Linked DNA regions of Rattus norvegicus: all the other regions are linked to region 4. A link is a contact called in public Hi-C data. All regions are on one chromosome and are shown on one strand. The core of a region is the stretch at or near the end of the contact, and the rest is flanking DNA. Distances in the headings are between cores, read along the strand shown.

Region 1 (2,700 bases), core at 168-2,667, 140 kb after region 4:
GTGAGCTCCCCAGGCGCAGCGGGTAGGGTGGGTGTGGCCCGCAGCTCAGGGAACCGACCCAAGGCTCCGCCACTGCCGGCTAGCCGCCCGACAGCCCGCCCGCCTGGCGAGCGCAGGCTCTTCTTCCAGAAACTGCGAGGATTGGAGAGCACTGTTTGTGCACCACAAGGTCAAGTCGGGAAGTGGAGTCGGAGGAGGAGGGGCGAGAAGGAGAGGGTGGGGAGAGGGGCGCCCCGCTTCTCTGCCAAGTACCAACCCAGGGAAGTTGCCCCTCGGTTTTTAACCCTTTGCGGTTATAAAAAGCACGAGGCAGGAGAAAGGGGGTACCCGGGGGCAAACTCCTCCTGAGGCTAGGACATGTTGCCACCCTGCTAGCCACCCACCCATCACAGTGCGCCTCACCCCCCCCCCCCGGAAATGCAGGGCAGCACCGGGCGCCAGGAGGCACCCGCGAGGGGGAGGGGGCAACGAGCCCAAGAAGGGACCCCCCTCTAAGGACTGCCCCTCTCTTCCGGAGGTCGCCCACAATTTCAACTTTCCCTACCTAGGATGCTAGTTTGCATTTGGTGTGGGTGGGGGGAAGGAGGACCGCGCCCCCTCCCCCAGCCCCATGCGCGCCCCTCCCCTGCACTCCTGCCTGCACTTTCTGCTCACTTCTGGCGCTGCAAAAAACGCCACGCGATTTATTCGATTTCGATTTTAAAACCAGTGATTCCGAAACCGGGCGGAGGGCGAGGGTCTTCCAGCACCGGAGTCCCTGGGGGTGGGGCGGGCGGGCTGGGTACTCCGTGCAAGCCTCGTTTCCTCCGCGAGTGTCGCCTCCAGGCTGTTATTTGCAAAGAAACGTCTTTTTGACGCAGGGAGAAATGGCAAATTTTAAGTACGTCATTAATATGGCGCCAAAAGATTTTTTTAAGTATAAGCTTGCTTTTTTTTTTTTTAAGGTTGCGGGGGGCTCCGCCTGGGTCTGGGGCGCGAAGGGGGCGGGGTGTGAGCAGAAAGTGTGAGTGAGCGAGTGGAGGGGCGGGGTATGTGTGTGAGTGTGTGAAGTGTGAGCCGACCTGATGGGACTTGCACGGGCTCAGCCGGCGCTCGGGCCCGGCCCTGGGGACAGGGCGGGCTGGGGGCGCCCCAGAGTCCACGAGGAGTCCGGGCCCGCGTGCAGGCGGACGGGTGACCGTGCAGGGCACCCCCCCCGGGGGGGCCGCAACGCTACCTGGGACTGTCGCCGGAGCCAAACAACTGGGAAGGGGGGGGACACGACAGGGGGGTGCCGGGAGCGGAGATCCGAGTGAATTAGAAAAAAGTGGCTACTCCCCCTCCCTCTCTTCTTGCCCGCCCCCACCCCACCCCCACCCCAACACATTTTTTCCCCCTCTAAAGAGATCACAAGGAAGTCTTGGTTTAAAAAGAAACAGAAACATACACGGGGGTTGGTGAATGGTGCCGACCGCGGCCATCGCAGTTGGAGGCTATTTTTTGGGGGGGTGAGTAGCGTCCATGGAGTTACTTTGCGCCCACTCCTAGTGGCACCAGCTCTGGACTGGAGGGCTGACCATCTTCCCAGCAGGGGTGCGGGGCTTGGGGGACGCTGCGGCCCGGTCGCCTCCCTCGCCACGACCCCGGATGGATGCGCGCCCCCCGCCCTCCCGCGCCGGCCCCAGGAGCTCCTGGCTTCAGGAGCATCCTTCCCGCGCCGGCCCCCGCCGCGGCGCGTAGCCGAGGGCAGCGCCCCTCGGGAGGGCACCGCGGAGCAAGGTAAGAGCCAGCCCCCGGCGGATGGGCCCTGCGCATCTCCACGGCGTTATTTTGTGGGCTTTTTTTTTTTTTCAACAGATCTGCCAGTGCTCCTCGCTCCCTCTCTCTCTTGCTCGCTCGCTCCCTCTCTCGCTGGCTGCCTGTTCTAGGAAGCCAGCGCGGGGGGTGGGGGGGGGGGGGACGCACAGCACTGGGGAGAGAGATTGCGCATGTTGGTCAGCCGTGTTTTAAAGAGTACAGTGCGGGGAGGCTGAGAGGGGCGCATGCAACAACTTTTGGAAGGGTGAGCCTGGCGACCTTCTTTATTAATGACTGCGGCAAAGCGCCCCTGGGCCGGCGAGGGGGCGCGGGCGGGTGGGGGCGCTGGGGCTGCAACTTGCCTCGCGGGCTCCGGCCGGCCCGAGGGGCTGCGGCGCGACCGGGGTGCGGGGTGGGGAGGCCGAGCGGCAGGGCACCGGGGCACGGGAAACCTGGAGCCATCTGCCCTTCTGTCTACCCGAGTTTCATTTTGTTGATACGCAGCACGTCCGGGTGCCGAACCGGGCTGAGCCGATGCACATGACCCCGCGCTGGGCTCACGTGCAGCCGGTCCAGTCCTAGACACCTTCCGGGGGCCACCGCCTCCGCCCTGCGCCCCCTTTCCAGGCTGGGTGCACGCGGGAGCTGCACGCGGGGGCAGCATGCTCGGTTCTTGGGTTCAGAGGCATTGCACAAATTAGTTTTTTTTTTCTTTTTAAGGGGCGGGGGACAACGTTCCCAGGTGAGTGCTGGGTGCGCAACCCCGGCAGCCAGGGTGCATATTGGGGTAGTGGACAGCAGCTTCCCGGTGCTGCGCGGGAGTCCGGTGGGGGAGAGGCACTGCGAGAGTGGAAATGTACCGGCGACGGCCGGAGCGGCGGGTGCGCGCTCGCGGGGCGACGGCAGGGGGCGTGGCCCTTGTTT
Region 2 (2,700 bases), core at 130-2,629, 250 kb before region 4:
AGCACCCTGTGTTTACTATGACATCTCAAAAGTGAGAAATGGGGCCTTGGGAGGCTCCTGCATGCATTTCTTTAACTGGCCAAGGACTCGGCAGGGAGACCTGTGAGCCTCCCTACATAATGTGCAAAATAAGGAGTGTGTAGCTTGCTGGAACAGAGGAGCCATGGCTTTCACAATAAGGATCAAGGACACACACACACACACACACACACACACACACACACACACACGGCCAAAACACACTGGCTTGACCTGAGCATGAACACTGAGGTAGACTTATCCTTAATACTAGGGAGGCTGAGGCAGGAGGATCGCCATGAGTTCAAGGCCACCCTGGGCTCCACGGTAAGATCTATGTCAAAACAAAACAAGAAATGTCTGCAGATGCAGCTGTTGGTAGAGTGTTTGCCTAACACGCACAAAGCTCTGGGTTCAAACCCCAGTGCTGATTAACTGTGTGGTGGTACACGCCTGGGTCACCAGCACTTGGGAGGTGGAAACAGTAGGTTCAGACTGGAAAGCTCATCTTTGGCTACACAGTGAGATTCAGGCTAGTCCTGGTTACTTGAGACCTCTCCTTGAAAACCAAGTCCCTCAGAGGCTGGCTGCCATTCAGGCTGCTGCACCGGCAAGAAGGAAAAAGGTCAAAGCTAAAAGGTTCTAGACTATTCCTCATGGCTTCCAGGACCTGCACACCTCTGAGGAACAGCCACAGGCCTCAAGGGCATAGCCATAAAACCTGGGCCCCAGGTGCTGTGGGAGCCTCCTCTGAGTTGTGGAAAGAGGCAGGAAGTCCCCTCAGGCCTGACAGGGCTTTCCCGATGGCCTTGGGTCCCTGCAGCTCAGGGTCAGAGCTGAGCCTGGTAGCCTAGAAACGGAATTTCAGAGAAAGACAAGCTTTGTTCAATGTCACTGGGCAAAGGGTCTCTCAGTCTAGCCTAGGATCCCAGCCTGCTGCCTTCCTGTGTGCTCCTGAGCCCCATAGGGTTCCTCCACTCGGGTCAGAGCATCCAGTGTGTGTGGGGGAGTCATTCCCTGAGGATTAGAGCCCACCCAGGGTGACCTTGCCAAGCCATCCTCCTCTGGAGCTAGACACCACCACGGAGGCCACCACACAGCCCTCAGCCACCACTCTTGGAGTTCCTGAGGTGACCCATTTCCCTCTCTTTTCTGCAGCTTCAAAACAAACCAAAACACAGACCAACATCCTTTGTTTGTTTCGGGGATCAGAGCCCGGGGAAAGCGCTCTGTGGGTTTTCACTTGAAAACAAGGTTGTTTGAGTGGGGAGCAGAAACCAAAGGCAAAGGGGACAGAGTCCCCTGTGGCCACGTGCTTTCTGGATGAGTCAGGGCAGGGCGGGGGCGGGGGTGCACTCAGCAGCAATGCTGTCTGCTCACCACTCTGAGGGACTGCAGCCATGGCCGCTGCCACTCACCCTAGGTAACATTTCTTTGAGGATGACTAGGCCCAGACAGGGCCAGGCTTCCCATTCAATGGCTCCAGACTTCCTTACATGGGTAGGAATGGATTAGGTTGGATCAAGCCCCTGGTGCAAATTCATCTCCATCCCTTAGTTCACAGGCCCAGGCTAGGTGTCCTGCCCCAAGGGACAGACTGGGCCCATCTTGCACAGGCTGTCTCCAGGGCGTGCAGTCAGGTCCTGTCCATCCGGCCAGTTGGATATGAGCTTCCTGGTGAAATGGGAAGCTCTGAGACGCAGGCCTCCAGGAGAGTGTACATAGTAGAGCAGAGACTAGAGTACTTCTTGGGCTCCCATGGTGTCCACACAGTGTGGGTGTAGGAGACAGGCTGATGGGGACAGCCTTCATGGGCACCTGTGAGCAGCAGTTGGAAGGATGGTAACTGGCAGGTGGCCTTGAGAGTGATATTCCAAAGCCTGAACCAGAGTGGCTCCCAGCTGATTCCTGGCCTCGCCAGATGGTTTTAAATGCACAATTTTATTTGAGCTTCCCAGCTAGTTAAGCTAGAGAGGATGAGGCTGCTGGAGTTTAGAAAGGCAAAGCAACTTACTCAAGGACACACAGCAAGTCAGACTAAGACCAGCACAGCTTTGGACCACATCAGGGCCAGGAACTAACCCACTCGGAGCAGGATTCAACTCCCCAGTGGGAACAGACTACAGAGGACTCTCACCAACAGCTCCTTACTCTGGTGGCCCAGGATGGGGATGAATAGGCTTTTGTTAAAGGCTGCCATCTTTTTAGTTCTTAGGAACTGAGCAGAGCAGTAACTCCCATTCTCATCTGGTCCTCCCGGCACCCCCAAAGGGAGATATCTTCATTAGCCCATTTCAGAGATGATAAAGCTGAGGCAGCAGGGTCGGCAAGATGGCTCAGAGGATAAAGGCGATTGCTGCTCAGGCCTGGTGACTTGAGTTTGATTCCCCAAGATGCACATAAAAGCGGAAGGAGAGAACTGACTCCTCAGAGTTGTCCCCTGACCTCAACCTAGGTACCCATTGTTTGTGTGCTTCCTAACACACAATAATAACCTGTAAAATAAAATAAGAAGGCTAAAGCAGCAGATGGTGCCTTTCTAACAGCAAAGCAGGGGCTCTTCTGGATCCCACACAGTCTCTTCACTATACTGAAATGCCAGATTCTCCCCCCTTCCCTCCTGTGAGCCCGCTCTAGGGTCAATGTGAGTTGTATTGTAGAACCTAAGCTTCAAGGCTCACC
Region 3 (2,700 bases), core at 123-2,622, 190 kb after region 4:
AGTCCGTGGCCTCTACTCATTGTCCGCTCCCCGCTGGGCTTCCACCAAACAATATGTGGCCATCTGAGTGTTGACCACATAGTGTTCAGATGTGCTGTGAAAGAAGACTGTGGATTTCTGGTGTGGATGCACTAGAAATAGACTCGTGTAGGCCTCAAGCTCCCGGAGAAGTGCAGGCCTGCGTTCTGGTCCTTCTGAGCTGCTGTCTCCTCATTTGCTAAATGGCCACCTGGACCTTTTTATCCAGGTTGGCCAAGAGGTCACCTAGAGGTGGATTCAAGGACGCTGAGGTGGATTGCTGAGGTCAAACTTTGTTAGAAGAGTTCATTTATGCCATAGTCAGACAGACAACGGCACTACAGACATCAGGGTGGGGACTCTGAAGACTGGAATCAGGGTCTGCATAGCAGAAGTGGGGGGGTTGGGGATTTAGCTCAGTGGTAGATCGCTTGCCTAGCAAGCACAAGGCCCTGGGTTCGGTCCCCAGCTCCGAAAAAGAAAGAAATTGTTAGGGCTGGAGAGATGGCTCAGCAGTTAAGAGCACCGACTGCTCTTCCCGAGGTCCTGAGTTCAATTCCCAGCAACCACATGGTGGCTCACAACCATCTGTAGTGGGGTTGGGTGTGTCTGAAGACAGCTACAATGTGCTTATATACATTAAGTAAATAAATAAATCTTTAAAAAAAAAAAGAAGTGGGGGCCGTGGTCTCTTAGTCTTCTGAGGGTGGGAGTGGTTTTACTGCAAGACTCTCAAGTTTCCGTACGGGGGTCAGGAAAGGGGTGGAGAGCAGGATGTGGGGTCAACAACACCCCCTTGGATATAAACTCACGTCACCAGGTGCAAAATGGGTATCTGGAAGGCTGTTAGCCAAAGCTGGCTGGCGTGCAAAATGGGTATCTGGAAGGCTGTTAGCCAGAACTGACTGGCATATGTGAGAGGGAAAGGCTGTTGCTGGAAAGAGGCCTGAGCAGCAGTCTGGGCTACATTCTAACAGCCAGATCCTTTTTAAAATACTGACTTGTTTTATTTTTGGTCATATGTATGTATCAACGTGTGGGTGTGAGCACATGTACACTGGGTACCCAGGGTTTCATATCATCTGGAGCTGGACTTACAAAGAGTTGTAAGCTGCCCCAAGTGGATGCTGGGAACCAAGCATCTACAAGAGCAGAGCTAACTCCTTAACTACTCGCTGAGACATTTTTCCCCCAGCCCCTTTAAAGGAGGTTAACATCACCTTCTTACAAAGCAGACAAAATGATGATTTTCCCAAAGGTCTTGAGAGAGAGAGAGCGCTGGCACCCTGGCTGTTGCCCAGAGGCACTGGGTTTGTTTACCAGCGTGTACTTCCTGGAATCCCAGCTGGTAGCCAACCCTGTTTGTTTATGAGTTGTCCGTAACCCAACCAGGACAACTGTGGTCTGGGGTTAGGGCAGGTACTAGCCTTGCGCAGTTCCCTGACAGGGGCTTGTTGGAAATAGCTGGTGAGAATGAGAGACGAGGTGTATGTGACAGTCAGCTGCTTGCACCAAAAGAGACACAGCTGTCAGCATTCTGAGTGGCTCGGGCTTTCCTCAGCCTTGATCAACCTGTGCACCTGAAACCTTGTAACCTGAGATCAGGCCAGGCAGAAGAAGCTGGATTGGACCTCCTCCTCCACCCTCTCCCAAGGGATTGACTGCTATGATCAACTTGAGACTCAGAAGGTCAGCCAGAGAAGTGCATTTTGGAAACTAGGGGAGAAAAGTAACTCATCAAAGAAGCATCCCTCCCCTGTGGGTGTTGCCTACTGCCATTTGCAGGATCCAGGAGTTTCGTTGGTTCTGGTATCAGTTGTGTGGGGGATTGGGCTGCCAAGACTGTAGCTCCCACCTCCAGCCCCAGCGGCTTCTGGCCACTCCTTGCTGAAGAAGCATCTTCCTGCCTCCTGAAAGGTCTTGGATGTCGTTGTAAAGGATTGTTTTCCAAGACAAAGTGCTGCTGCCTTCAGACATGTTGATGGGTTCTTCACAAAAGATTATTTAAAAAAAAATAAAAAGTATAGCTGGGTTTGTTGATGGCTGAAGTTTCCTCTTGGACCCTCACTTGACTACCAAGATACTTCTTCGAGCTAATCATAATAGCATAGCATTCTTTCCTAACTGTGTGTGTGGCCTTGTGGGATTCAGGAGGGGCTTGGAAGGCCTGAAAGAAAGGGGCTCCATCTATACACAACCACAGAAGCCATCACCCATACTCCTGTGGGACCCCTCACCCTTACTCTGTGGATAACTTTAGTAAACTCATTGGCTCCCTAGGCTGACCTTTGGTGGAATCCAACTTTGGCTAGTTTGTGGGACCCTAGGGCGAGTGGGGTAGACGAGTCCTAGTCTCCACCCCAACCCCCTGGAGAAAATTCTCTCACAGGTATGATACAGGACCCTGAGACAGAGATTGTATTTGGAGGCCATAAGATTTACAGAATGCCATGGGCAGTCAGAGCGTCTGAAGAGAGGAAATCAGAGCCCATGTGGCAGAAGCGGGGCCCTCTTTTTTGTTTGCTTTTTTGATTTTGGAAACAAGGTTTCTCTGTGTAGCCGTGGCTGTCCCAGAACTCACTTTGTAGACCAGGCTGGACTTGAACTCAAAAGAGCTGTCTGCCTCTGCTTCCCGAGTGCTGGAATTAAAAGCGTGCACCACCACCGCTTGTCTTTTCTTAC
Region 4 (2,700 bases), core at 172-2,671:
GGTCATTTTAAATCATGAGAATTGTTTGAAGAATGGGGGGATAAGGATAGTGGAAAAGGCTAACCCCTCCTGGTTTCAAGGAACTATGTATATAGGAAGGAGTGGAGCAGTAGATTCTCATGCTCTTTTCCCTTCTAGAGCTAAAGAATTCCGCATCTACTCCACCGTTCGGGTCCCTAGAACTAACATCAGTGCTAGAAGCTGAGATTGGGAATTCCAGGAGCTTGCGGGGCGGTGTGTGTGTGTGTGTGTGTGTGTGTGTGTGTGTGTGTGTGTGAAGGCTACTGAACCTGCTGAGAATCACCCCACACACACACACACACAGAGCACTTCCGGTCCGTTTGGCCCCTCTTTGCTATTGTACAAAGCTTGTACTAAGTTACCTCAGACTCGAGATATAACTCCCACCCATGTCTGCATGATCTCTCCCCCGATCTGAATCATTTTGGTAGGTTTCTTTGACAACCAGCAGCCCATTGATATGCCCTAAAAATCACACCCACTCGTTTCTTGAGAAATACAATTGTTCCCCACCGCAGGCAAAATCACAGATTCCAATTCTAAGACTCCATAGATGGAGTCTTTAAGGCTTGGACAATCTATTCCACTCTCATTTCTGTATAGACTTTAAGTATGGAAATCCCATACAGGCTATAATTGATCCAAATGCCCTTAATCCCATCTGATTTGCACGGACCATAGTATTCAAAGCTGTTCATTACAAGGCTTTGCCACACTTTCAGTACCTGTCCCACGTGCCAGAGTTGCTAAGCCACTTGAAACAGAATTAAGTCCAGATTTTTTTGTTCCGTTTTAAAGACTCAGAACGCCAAGTGGCTTCTTCCACAATGTCTCCTTATGCAAAGTCCCAGTACTTGGGACCAAAAGAATAATGTATGACTAGAGGTGTCAACTCCTTAAACTCAAGGACCTGCTTTGTGAGACCTGAAACCAAGAGCCAGGCTAGGCCGTCACGTGACTTGTTCTGATGGCGTCACAGGCACACGTGGTTCTAGATACTTCGCTCCCTCCCCCTCAGGGGTGGATTGTTGACAACGCCGCTAGCGGTCACGTGACCTGACGTCATCCCACCTCCTCTCCCCGAAATCTCAGGCTCCGGATGCACCTCTCTCCCCGTCCGGCCGAACTTGAAACTAGCGACGGGGGGAGCGAGGCAAGGTAGCGTGTGGGCTCCGGCGCGGTCGGGCCGGCCCGTGTCCAGCCTGGGCACGGAGAGGACCTTCCATAGTTCCTCACAGCCAAGAAGCCCCGAAGACGGCCTCCTGCGCCTCCAGGGTCGCGCGCGCGCCCGCTCGCCCCGCCCCCTCTCCCCTCCTCCCAGCGGTGGTACTGGCGGAGGGCGGAGGGATCTGGAGGCGGCGGAGGGAGACGTCATTGCAGGGTTGTTTGTGCAGTCTCGGTGGCGGCGGCGACCCACAGTGATTCGGCCGCTGCGCCGGGGGGTGGGGGGGCCGAACGGGACTCTTTTCTTTCAGACTGACCGCGGGGCAGCTGCGGAGCATGTCGACCCCGGCCCGTAGGAGGCTCATGCGGGATTTCAAGCGGTAAGGGCCCTCGTCTTAGCCCAATATGACGGCCTCTTCCCGAAGCTATGGACTGTAGGGCGGGGATCCGGGATATCCTCCCCCGGTGACCCTGAGGAGGGGGGCAGTGGGCCTGCGGGACCCACGGCAGCCCCGGCTCACCGGCGACTCTTACTCCCTCGCTTCATACCTCCCTCTGTTTGAGTAAAGATGTTCGGTATTATAGCCACCTGCCCTCCCCCCCCCCCCAAAAGTAGGAAGGTAGCCATCGCTGGGCCTAGGTGTCCCAGAGGCCCACCTAGGCCAAATGCAGACGCTTCACCTCCCGCCTCTGCACCCTGCGGTGTCCCCTCCGCAGGTGGTGCTAGGGAGCTTTTCCTGAGGTTCTGGCCTCGCCTGGAGGACCAGTCCAGCTTTGTTACAGGGCCCCGTGGTCTCCTATTTGTAGCGGGGTTGGGGTGAATACTGTCCCAAATCTCTTTCCCTTTCTGCAGTGGTGAGGGTGGGGTCTGCTGCGCGAGGTCCGGAGGTGGTTAGCCCATCCCCCGAAACCCGATCTGCCCCCGCCCACCTGGAAGGACCTTGAGAACTGGCTCGGGAAACCTGGACCTGGAGCTAGCCACTCCGCTGCCAGTGCCTTCTGGAACTAAGATCTGGCTGCCGAATAAAGGCCTATCTATAGCCTCCCCGGCCTGGGAAATGCCTTCCGTCACACTGGAGCTAATCTGATACTCCACCTGGGCCTCCTTTTGGAAAATAGGAGTTTATAGGAAATAAGGGGCTTGAAGGAAGAAAATGACCTCTCCTTCCTCTTCCAGTTGTTTACCTCTCCTTGGAAACGTACAAGTGCAGCAACCGTAACTTGAAATCCAGCGACAAGATACTCCTCTAAGTTTTCTTTCTGGGCAGACCCGCTGTGATTGAGACAGATCTGTACTATAAAAACTTAGATTTGCCTCTCAGGAAGCAACTGCTCGACTTTGCCTTTATAAAGCCCTGTCTGGGGCATTTGGAGGTCTTGGGCCTTGGACAGCTTCATTTAATTCGTTGCTGATTTTAGCCACTTAAAATTGAGGAATCAGGCAGTAAGTTCGTTCCTCTCAGCCCTGTTAGTGGCATAATCTGCTTGAGGTTTTTTGTTTGTTTGTTTGTTTGT

What was found. Hi-C and Micro-C count contacts between places; a contact is called where the count stands out from the background.
Region 1: a Hi-C map of liver shows a contact between it and region 4, with 3 times the contacts expected there. The contact joins the promoter of Jade2 here to the promoter of Ube2b in region 4. A contact is called at or near these places in 4 of 12 Hi-C or Micro-C datasets (frontal cortex, kidney and liver) and 1 of 1 datasets of contacts at active chromatin or transcription factors (oligodendrocytes).
Region 2: a contact with region 4 is called in a Hi-C map of the A7r5 cell line, with 4 times the contacts expected there. The contact joins the enhancer-like site here to the promoter of Ube2b in region 4. A contact is called at or near these places in 2 of 12 Hi-C or Micro-C datasets (the A7r5 cell line and mammary epithelial cells).
Region 3: a contact with region 4 is called in a Hi-C map of liver, with 2.4 times the contacts expected there. The contact joins the enhancer-like site here to the promoter of Ube2b in region 4. A contact is called at or near these places in 2 of 12 Hi-C or Micro-C datasets (frontal cortex and liver) and 1 of 1 datasets of contacts at active chromatin or transcription factors (oligodendrocytes).

The regions. Positions count from the first base shown.
Region 1 is chr10:36,622,426-36,625,125 of GRCr8, reverse strand. It overlaps Jade2 (jade family PHD finger 2), which reads left to right and starts at 1,417. Exons shown (of 12, transcript NM_001106998.3): 1 at 1,417-1,758.
Region 2 is chr10:37,007,815-37,010,514 of GRCr8, reverse strand. No RefSeq gene overlaps it. Among named protein-coding and RNA genes, the nearest start is that of Vdac1, 24 kb to the left of the region's middle. Within about 2 kb of position 1,379, at least 19 of the 93 cell types and tissues checked have an H3K27ac peak or open chromatin away from gene starts, as enhancers often do. A contact at or near this core is called in the A7r5 cell line, where this site is marked.
Region 3 is chr10:36,569,338-36,572,037 of GRCr8, reverse strand. No RefSeq gene overlaps it. Among named protein-coding and RNA genes, the nearest start is that of Sar1b, 45 kb to the right of the region's middle. Within about 2 kb of position 1,372, at least 14 of the 93 cell types and tissues checked have an H3K27ac peak or open chromatin away from gene starts, as enhancers often do. A contact at or near this core is called in liver, where this site is marked.
Region 4 is chr10:36,762,664-36,765,363 of GRCr8, reverse strand. Ube2b (ubiquitin-conjugating enzyme E2B) reads left to right here and starts at 1,421. Exons shown (of 6, transcript NM_031138.2): 1 at 1,421-1,565. The coding sequence starts at 1,522. It also overlaps a transcript of Cdkl3 not described here.